Regions from separate parts of the Rattus norvegicus genome. Here region 1 is linked to region 2. The links are chromatin contacts, called in public Hi-C maps. All regions are on one chromosome and are shown on one strand. The core of a region is the stretch at or near the end of the contact, and the rest is flanking DNA. Distances in the headings are between cores, read along the strand shown. Region 1 overlaps Zfp704 (zinc finger protein 704). Region 2 holds the start of Pag1 (phosphoprotein membrane anchor with glycosphingolipid microdomains 1).

Evidence for each region. Hi-C and Micro-C count contacts between places; a contact is called where the count stands out from the background.
Region 1: a contact with region 2 is called in a Hi-C map of kidney, with 7 times the contacts expected there. The contact joins the enhancer-like site here to the promoter of Pag1 in region 2. A contact is called at or near these places in 3 of 12 Hi-C or Micro-C datasets (the Rat2 cell line, kidney and liver).

The regions. Positions count from the first base shown.
Region 1 is chr2:94,215,878-94,219,259 of GRCr8, forward strand. All of the region lies in intron 2 of Zfp704 (zinc finger protein 704), which reads left to right. Among named protein-coding and RNA genes, the nearest start is that of Zfp704, 140 kb to the left of the region's middle. Within about 2 kb of position 1,979, at least 20 of the 93 cell types and tissues checked have an H3K27ac peak or open chromatin away from gene starts, as enhancers often do. A contact at or near this core is called in kidney, where this site is marked.
Region 2 is chr2:93,962,487-93,965,951 of GRCr8, forward strand. Pag1 (phosphoprotein membrane anchor with glycosphingolipid microdomains 1) reads left to right here and starts at 2,108. Exons shown (of 6, transcript NM_022253.1): 1 at 2,108-2,312. The coding sequence starts at 2,182.

The DNA of each region.
Region 1 (3,382 bases), core at 729-3,228, 250 kb after region 2:
ACTAGCCACGGAGTATGTGTTACCTTGGCCCACTTAGAAAAGGAGATTTAAAGGGTTTGTTTTGAGGGAGGGGTTTCAAACCCCTTTTTCGTATGTGTAAAGGTCTATTAAGCCATCTTATTATGGTGTTATTTAACCATAAAGTCTACTGTTCTACCTAAAATAAAGCATGGCTTTAAAGAATAAAAACACCTTAACTACATCGTGAGAATATTATTGAAAAGGATTTTAAATGTAGATACCAGCTGGCCACCTTTAATCCTAGAACTTGGGAGGTAAAGGCAAGGGATATCTGTGAGTTTGAGGCCAGTCTGCTCTACGAGGCTACATAGTGATAGCTGGTCTCAAACAAAGGGGAGGGTTTAATAATGGGTAAACAACCTATAATTTAGTTCATTCGTTATTGATGTCTTCTCTGTTCTCTTAGGAATTTTTTTTTTTTTTGAGACAGAGATTCTCTGTGCATCCCTGGCTATTCTGAAACCCCCTCTGTGGGACCAGGCTGGCCTCAAACTCAGAGATCCACTGCCTCTGCCTTCTGAGTTCTGGGGTTAAAAGGTGTGGGCTACCACCCAGCTTGACTCCCAACTTTTAAATACTATACTTAAACTAATGTAGACCAAGCCACACGTGTAATAAAAAGAAATTCTTCTCATTATAACATAATTTTAAATTGATACCAAAATTAAAAGTAGAACCTGAAATAAATTGCGTTTTAGTTCACATAAATATTTCAATCACAGAAAATTATGTCTATGCCTCCGGTTGAGAACCAAGCTGTGGGCAAGGTGGGATGACGGGTGCTATAATTCTAGTACTCAGGAGAAGAAGCAGATCTCTGAGCTCAGAAGGAGCCTGGACTTCAGAGTGTCCAGGCCCTCCAGAGCCGCATAGTGAGATCCTGCCCCCAAAGAGAGAAAAAGTCAGAAGTAAGGATGGAGCTGGTCAGGACGGAGCACTGGTGTAATGTCTGAGGATCATAGTGGGCCACCTCTTGGACAGGCCTGGCCAGCTGGCTGTTTCCTTTAAGAAAGTCCCCAAGTCTGTTTCTTGGTAGAATGTGACAGTGATATCGTTACACACTGGCAATTTAAAGTTGTACGTGTGGAAATCTAGCATCCTTAGTTTACAATAAATATAACCCTTCTTTTAAGGGTTATACTTTTCCTTTCCTTGAAGCCAGATATGTGTCTTGGGAGGGATTGACTCTGGCACCCCCAGCCCAGGACACATGAAGGAGTGTGCCCATTGGACTGCTGCCTGCAGTTCTCTCCCCAGCACAGACGGTCACTCTGAAGGGCAGTTGCTCAGCCACAGGTACATTCCCAGTCCCTTCCTGACACCCATGGATGGCCCCATGCCTTTTGGATGGAGTGGGAGTCCCACTCAGGCTCCCTGGGTGTTTATTGCCGTGGTATGGTCAGAAAACGACTGGTCTCTCTTCACATAGACAGGAAGGGAAATGGCTGCTAGTCGTGGCTAAGAGGAGCTCAGTTTGTTGTCTGCAGAGCAGTTACTGTTACAGGTAAGGGAGGGCAGAAATAAGAAGTGCTGTCTTGTTAAGCCTACTCAGGCTTCGTTGTTTGTTTTTGTCTAGGGGACAGTGAGTGACTTTATCCATAGTTGTTAAGTTGGCAAACCAGCAAACGCTGGACTCGTTTTCTTCCAGTTCCCTGCATAAATGATTCTCTCCATAAACTGTGGCTGGCAGCTCTTTACATTGGCTGGACACATGTGGACTTGAGGCCCCCAGGTGATAACATGATGAGCCACACAGTACATCAGGGATGGCCCACCATGACCATGAGGGAGAGATGCAGCTTTGATGACAGTTTTCTCCTTGAGGGTATCTGGGACATTTCTTCAGCGAGCAGACTGATCACTTCAGGCTTCCTGGATGACACAGGGCTCTGCCTTCCCATTACAGTAGACCTGCTGTTCCTCAATGAGTGGCAGGCCCTGCTGACAGGGCAGGACTGTGGGTCAGCTGGCTGACAGCCCAGACAGACAGCAGCCTGGTCAGAGGCAGCCCAGCCAAGAGGTTCCTGGAGAGAGTGGCGGCCTTCTGTGGACTTTTGAGGATAGCGGGCACACCCTCAGTGGGATGGAGAGAAGAAACTGGGAAGAAAGGAAAAGGCCGGCTGTTCCTGGAAGCAGAGCCGGGGACAGTAATGTCCTAGTAGAACAGAAATAGAAGCACAGACTCACATGCATACAGGACTCAAACACATACACATCCGGATACTCGACACAGATCACCAACTCACACAGAGATTCATACATGCACACGTGTACACACGACCCAGACACGTGGTTGTTACCAAGTTGCAAGCACTGCAAAACACACGACACAAGCCCACACAGACACAGATGCACATACATGGAGATCCACAAAGTACAGCTGTCAAAATAAACTCAGCAGTTTGTCACGTTCTCTCCGGTCTTCTTTGTCACCATGTGATGTGTAAGCGGCAGTCCCTGTTGTGACCACACGTTCAGAGAGAACACGGTTTCAGACTGCCTGTGACTCCTGGAGGACCATGTTGGGTGTAAGGAAAACGCTTCGGACACGCACAGTGAGAGAGCCTCTGAGGAAAGCTGGAGATGCTTCTCCAAGCTGTGTGCTTCCTGGGACTCCTCACTACATCAAGGGGTCCAGCTAATGACACGGGATTGTTTTCAGCGGATTTGAGACCTGATTTAATAATGGTCTTGCTGAGATTCTAGAGTTTACCAACGAATCCATGAGAATTTGTAAATACAAAAAATTATCACAGACATGGGAGAAAAATTAATGTTGCCTAGGTAGGCCAGGTTGGGTTTTGTTTGGCTGTTTGTTAGGACCCCGGGGGTGATCTGTTTAAAAGCTAAAAGCCTTTGCTTCTCACAAGACAGAAGTAAAGAATCCCTCAAGTCCAACAAGATGACGGTGTAAAAGTAGATAACCACAAGAGCCTTTAGATGTTTTGGTCTCTCTGCCTGTCACCCCTCAGCGACTTTCACTAACACCGTCCCCAAAACCTTCATGAAGAACTAACCTAAGCCAAGGGTTGGGGATGTCGAGAGTTAGAGAAATGCAAGTGGGGGTGAACCCCGTCCTGTGCAGGGGCTGAGAGCAAATACTGGAAATGCAGCAAGCTTTCCATACACCATGACGGCCTGACAGAGCAGCAGACAGCAGGAAGCAGTCGTCCTGAACTGAGTATTGAGGGCAGGTGGACAAGAGTAGGGGGAGCTAGTTCCCAGCAGAGGGCGGAGCTGGAGTCAAGGTCTAGGGAAGAGGGCCTAACTACTTAGGGAGGACGGTCAAACCCTGGAAAAGGCATCGTGCACTGCCCTGTGACTGATTCGGGTCATGGGGACCAAGGTCTGTCATGTGGAA
Region 2 (3,465 bases), core at 858-3,357:
ATGTACTCTCCTTCATCCTTGAACTTTCAGGGAAATGTACACTAGAACAATCTGCCTTTGTCGAAATGGCTTCGATGTATCTATTTTGGTTACACTCTGGTTTGTCACTAAGACACCCTAGAGGTGCCAGCATGTGCAGCCTCTCGTTGGCCACATGTTCCTACGGTAATATCACTGACTCAAGTGAGAATGTAAAAATTTGTGTCTTTCTGCGAGAAAAATTCAGTTATGATTCATCATCCTAACCCAGAAGTTATGTATTGGCCTTGTGTGCTCCTCTGTTCTCAGCCTGTCTCTAATGCTGAAATGTTTAACAATATTTACAAATTACAAAATAACAAAGAATGAGCAATAGCCTGGCACTGTCAGAAGCATTATGGTGGGAACAGAGTGGTGGGTTAGCATTATGTTGGGAACAGAGTGGTGGTTCAGCATTATGGTGGGAACAGAGTGGTGGGTCAGCATTATGGTGGGAACAGAGTGGTGGGTCAGCATTATGTTGGGAACAGAGTAGTGGGTCAGCATTATGGTGGGAACAGAGTGGTGGGTCAGCATTATGTTGGGAACAGAGTGGTGGGTCAGCATTATGTTGGGAACAGAGTGGTGGGTCAGCATTATGGTGGGAACAGAGTAGTGGGTAAGCATTGGTGGTTCAAGCAGAGCAGAGTTTTCTCTATGGTGAGAACATGGACCAAGTTCTTTCCCAGCTTGGCTCCAACTTCCTGATCTTTAAAGTGGAGGTGAACAGTGCTCCCCGTGGGTGGTGGAGCAGTAAATGCAGGAGCATCTGGCGGCATCCCTGGGAACTCTGAGTACAGGTCTTATGCCTCCTCTATGGTTCTTCATATTTCGATCTTGCTTTCTGCTGAGGGAGTGTCCTTAGCACAAGCCTTTCCTCTGAAAATAAATTTGCTGGGTATCCAATATCAGCTCAGTGAAAACTCTTCCTTGAAAGTAAAGCCACACCCTGAGTGGACAGCAGTCTGGGGTGTATAGGCAGACACTATTTAATCAATCACACTGACGGAGCTCTAAGGAAAAACGGGCTTGAGGAGCTAGGGGGATGAAAATAGCGTTCTTGAAAAAAATGTGTCTTGGAAACCAGTGAGGTGGCTGAGATGTATAGATACTCACCACCACTCCTGACAACCTGAGTTCTTTCCCCAGGACCCACGGGGTAGAAGAAAGAACCGACTCGGGGTTGGGGATTTAGCTCAGTGGTAGAGCGCTTGCCTAGCAAGCGCAAGGCCCTGGGTTCGGTCCACAGCTCCGAAAAAAAAAAAAAAAAGAAAGAAAGAAAAGAAAAGAAAGAACCGACTCTTGTAAGCTGTCTTGTGACCTCCACAGTTGTCCCATGGAGCACATACATGTGTATGAACACACACACACACACACACACACACACACACATACACACACACACGCCCAGATAAATAAAAATTAATTAAAAATTCAAAGTTGGTTATTATTACATACATATCCATGCATAGTAAACATTTCATACTGCCCTGCCTGAGGCATAGTAATCCTAATAAGCATGTTTCCTTGCTTTGGGGTGCCTGAAATCTTGGTTGAAGAGTTGAAGAAGTTCCCTTGAAATAAGTCCATCCCCATGATGATAAACTACCCATTGCTTCAGATGTTCTGTTTTACGCTGGCGCAGTCCCAGTTAAATCCCACGTGAGGAAATCAAACATCAGACCACAGACTTGAAGAGAGCCAGGTTCCAGGCTCGCCTACCTTCTGCCCACATCACCCTGACTGCTGCGAAGCCTTTCTCCTGACAGGGAGGCTGTGCGCTTCTCACTTGAAGTGCTGTTAGAGACCTTTCAGACTCTGAAATAGAGGTAGCTATCCTGGAGAAAAGACGCAGGTCTGACCATGCCATTCATGTGTATTTTGTAGTTTCTTCAAACACAAACAGAAGGTCATTTTATACGGTCTCAGCATACCTGCATTTCGATGTTGCAAATAGAAGTTTCTGGTGTGGCATCGTGTCAGCACTCAAAAAACTCAGACTTGGGGATCTTTCTGGTTTGGGATCTTGACACTGAGAAGGCTCAGCCTCTCCAGGGAAGGGATCCTAAACGTGTTGTTCTCTCTGCAGGAGGGAAGCCCTCTAGACCCATGTGATCTCCTGTGAAGAACCGAGCCCACCTGCTGGTCACCCCAGCTCCCACCATGGGACCTGCAGGAAGCGCCCTGAGCAGCGGGCAGATGCAGATGCAGATGGTGCTGTGGGGAAGTCTGGCTGCGGTGGCCATGTTCTTCCTCATCACCTTCCTCATCCTTCTGTGCTCCAGTTGTGACAGGTTAGAACAAACATGCATGTTCCGGAGCCTAAACCTGTTGTTTTCCTGTGCCCAGTGGAGTCTCAGTGTTCAAAGCCTCCCTGGCCCTCTGTGTTCATGGGTTGCTTACAAAGGACGTTCTTGAAAATCCTTATGGACCTTCCTGGAGAGCAAAGCAAAGAGCCCTCCTGTTTTAAACGTCTGGAATGAATTCTTGCCGCTCTTTGAGCAGTCTTTGGGTGCTGTCCTTTTCTGGCCGTGGGCATATTGAAATCTAAGTGTGAGGTACTACATCCTGTTGCCACCATGGGCAGTTACTGAGGATGGTCGCTGTTGTGTGGCTTGGGAGAGCTCATGTATTATTAACCTGTGTGTGCTGAACTGCCCTTTATGAAGGAACAGGTTTGTTTTTCCTACAGGAGAGACTCACTGAGTGCAGACGCCTGTTTTCTTTTTAAACATTACACTTGTCTCCTTTCGCTCAGGGAGAAGCAGAGTTCTTTGTAACTAAGACTGGTTGCTCAGAACAATCAGAGATGGTACAGGGTGTGCAGCCTTCTGGTGTTGCCGGGAGTCAGTGGGGACCAGCTTAGCCAGCTCCAACATGGGAAGAAAGTTAATGATATTTAAAATTCTGATATGGAACCCACCCTAAAATCTGTCAAGAAGAGAAAGCCAGACTCTCTGGCCTTATGCAGCCTCTCCTAATCCCTGCCAAGTGTGGACCCAGGCATTTGAGGACGGGACAAGCCTCCAGGAGCTTGAAGATTCTGCTGTTGTAATGACTCATTTGCCCGCTAGGAGTCACCCTCTCCTCAACACAAATAGAAATGTCATCTTTACAACCAATGGCTTTCTTTAGACTGTTCGGTGTAAAAGACGTTTCTATTTTTACTCAACAGACGTTTCCATAGACTGGAAGTACATATGACTCATCCTGAGACATGTCACCTTGCTGGTGTGCCAAAGTAGTGTCTCCTGTATGTTCTCTCACCCCTTTCCACACGCACGTGACTCACAGACTCCTAAGGGAGACGATGAGAAAAGGCGTTGTCTGTCATCCGAGCATTCTAGGCACAGACAGCTCCTGCTTGCAGCCTGCTGTCCTCCTGCTGTGAACTTGACCCTCTGTGCGCCAGAAAGGGACACAGCCTTTGCTGCTGGTTAGGACTTT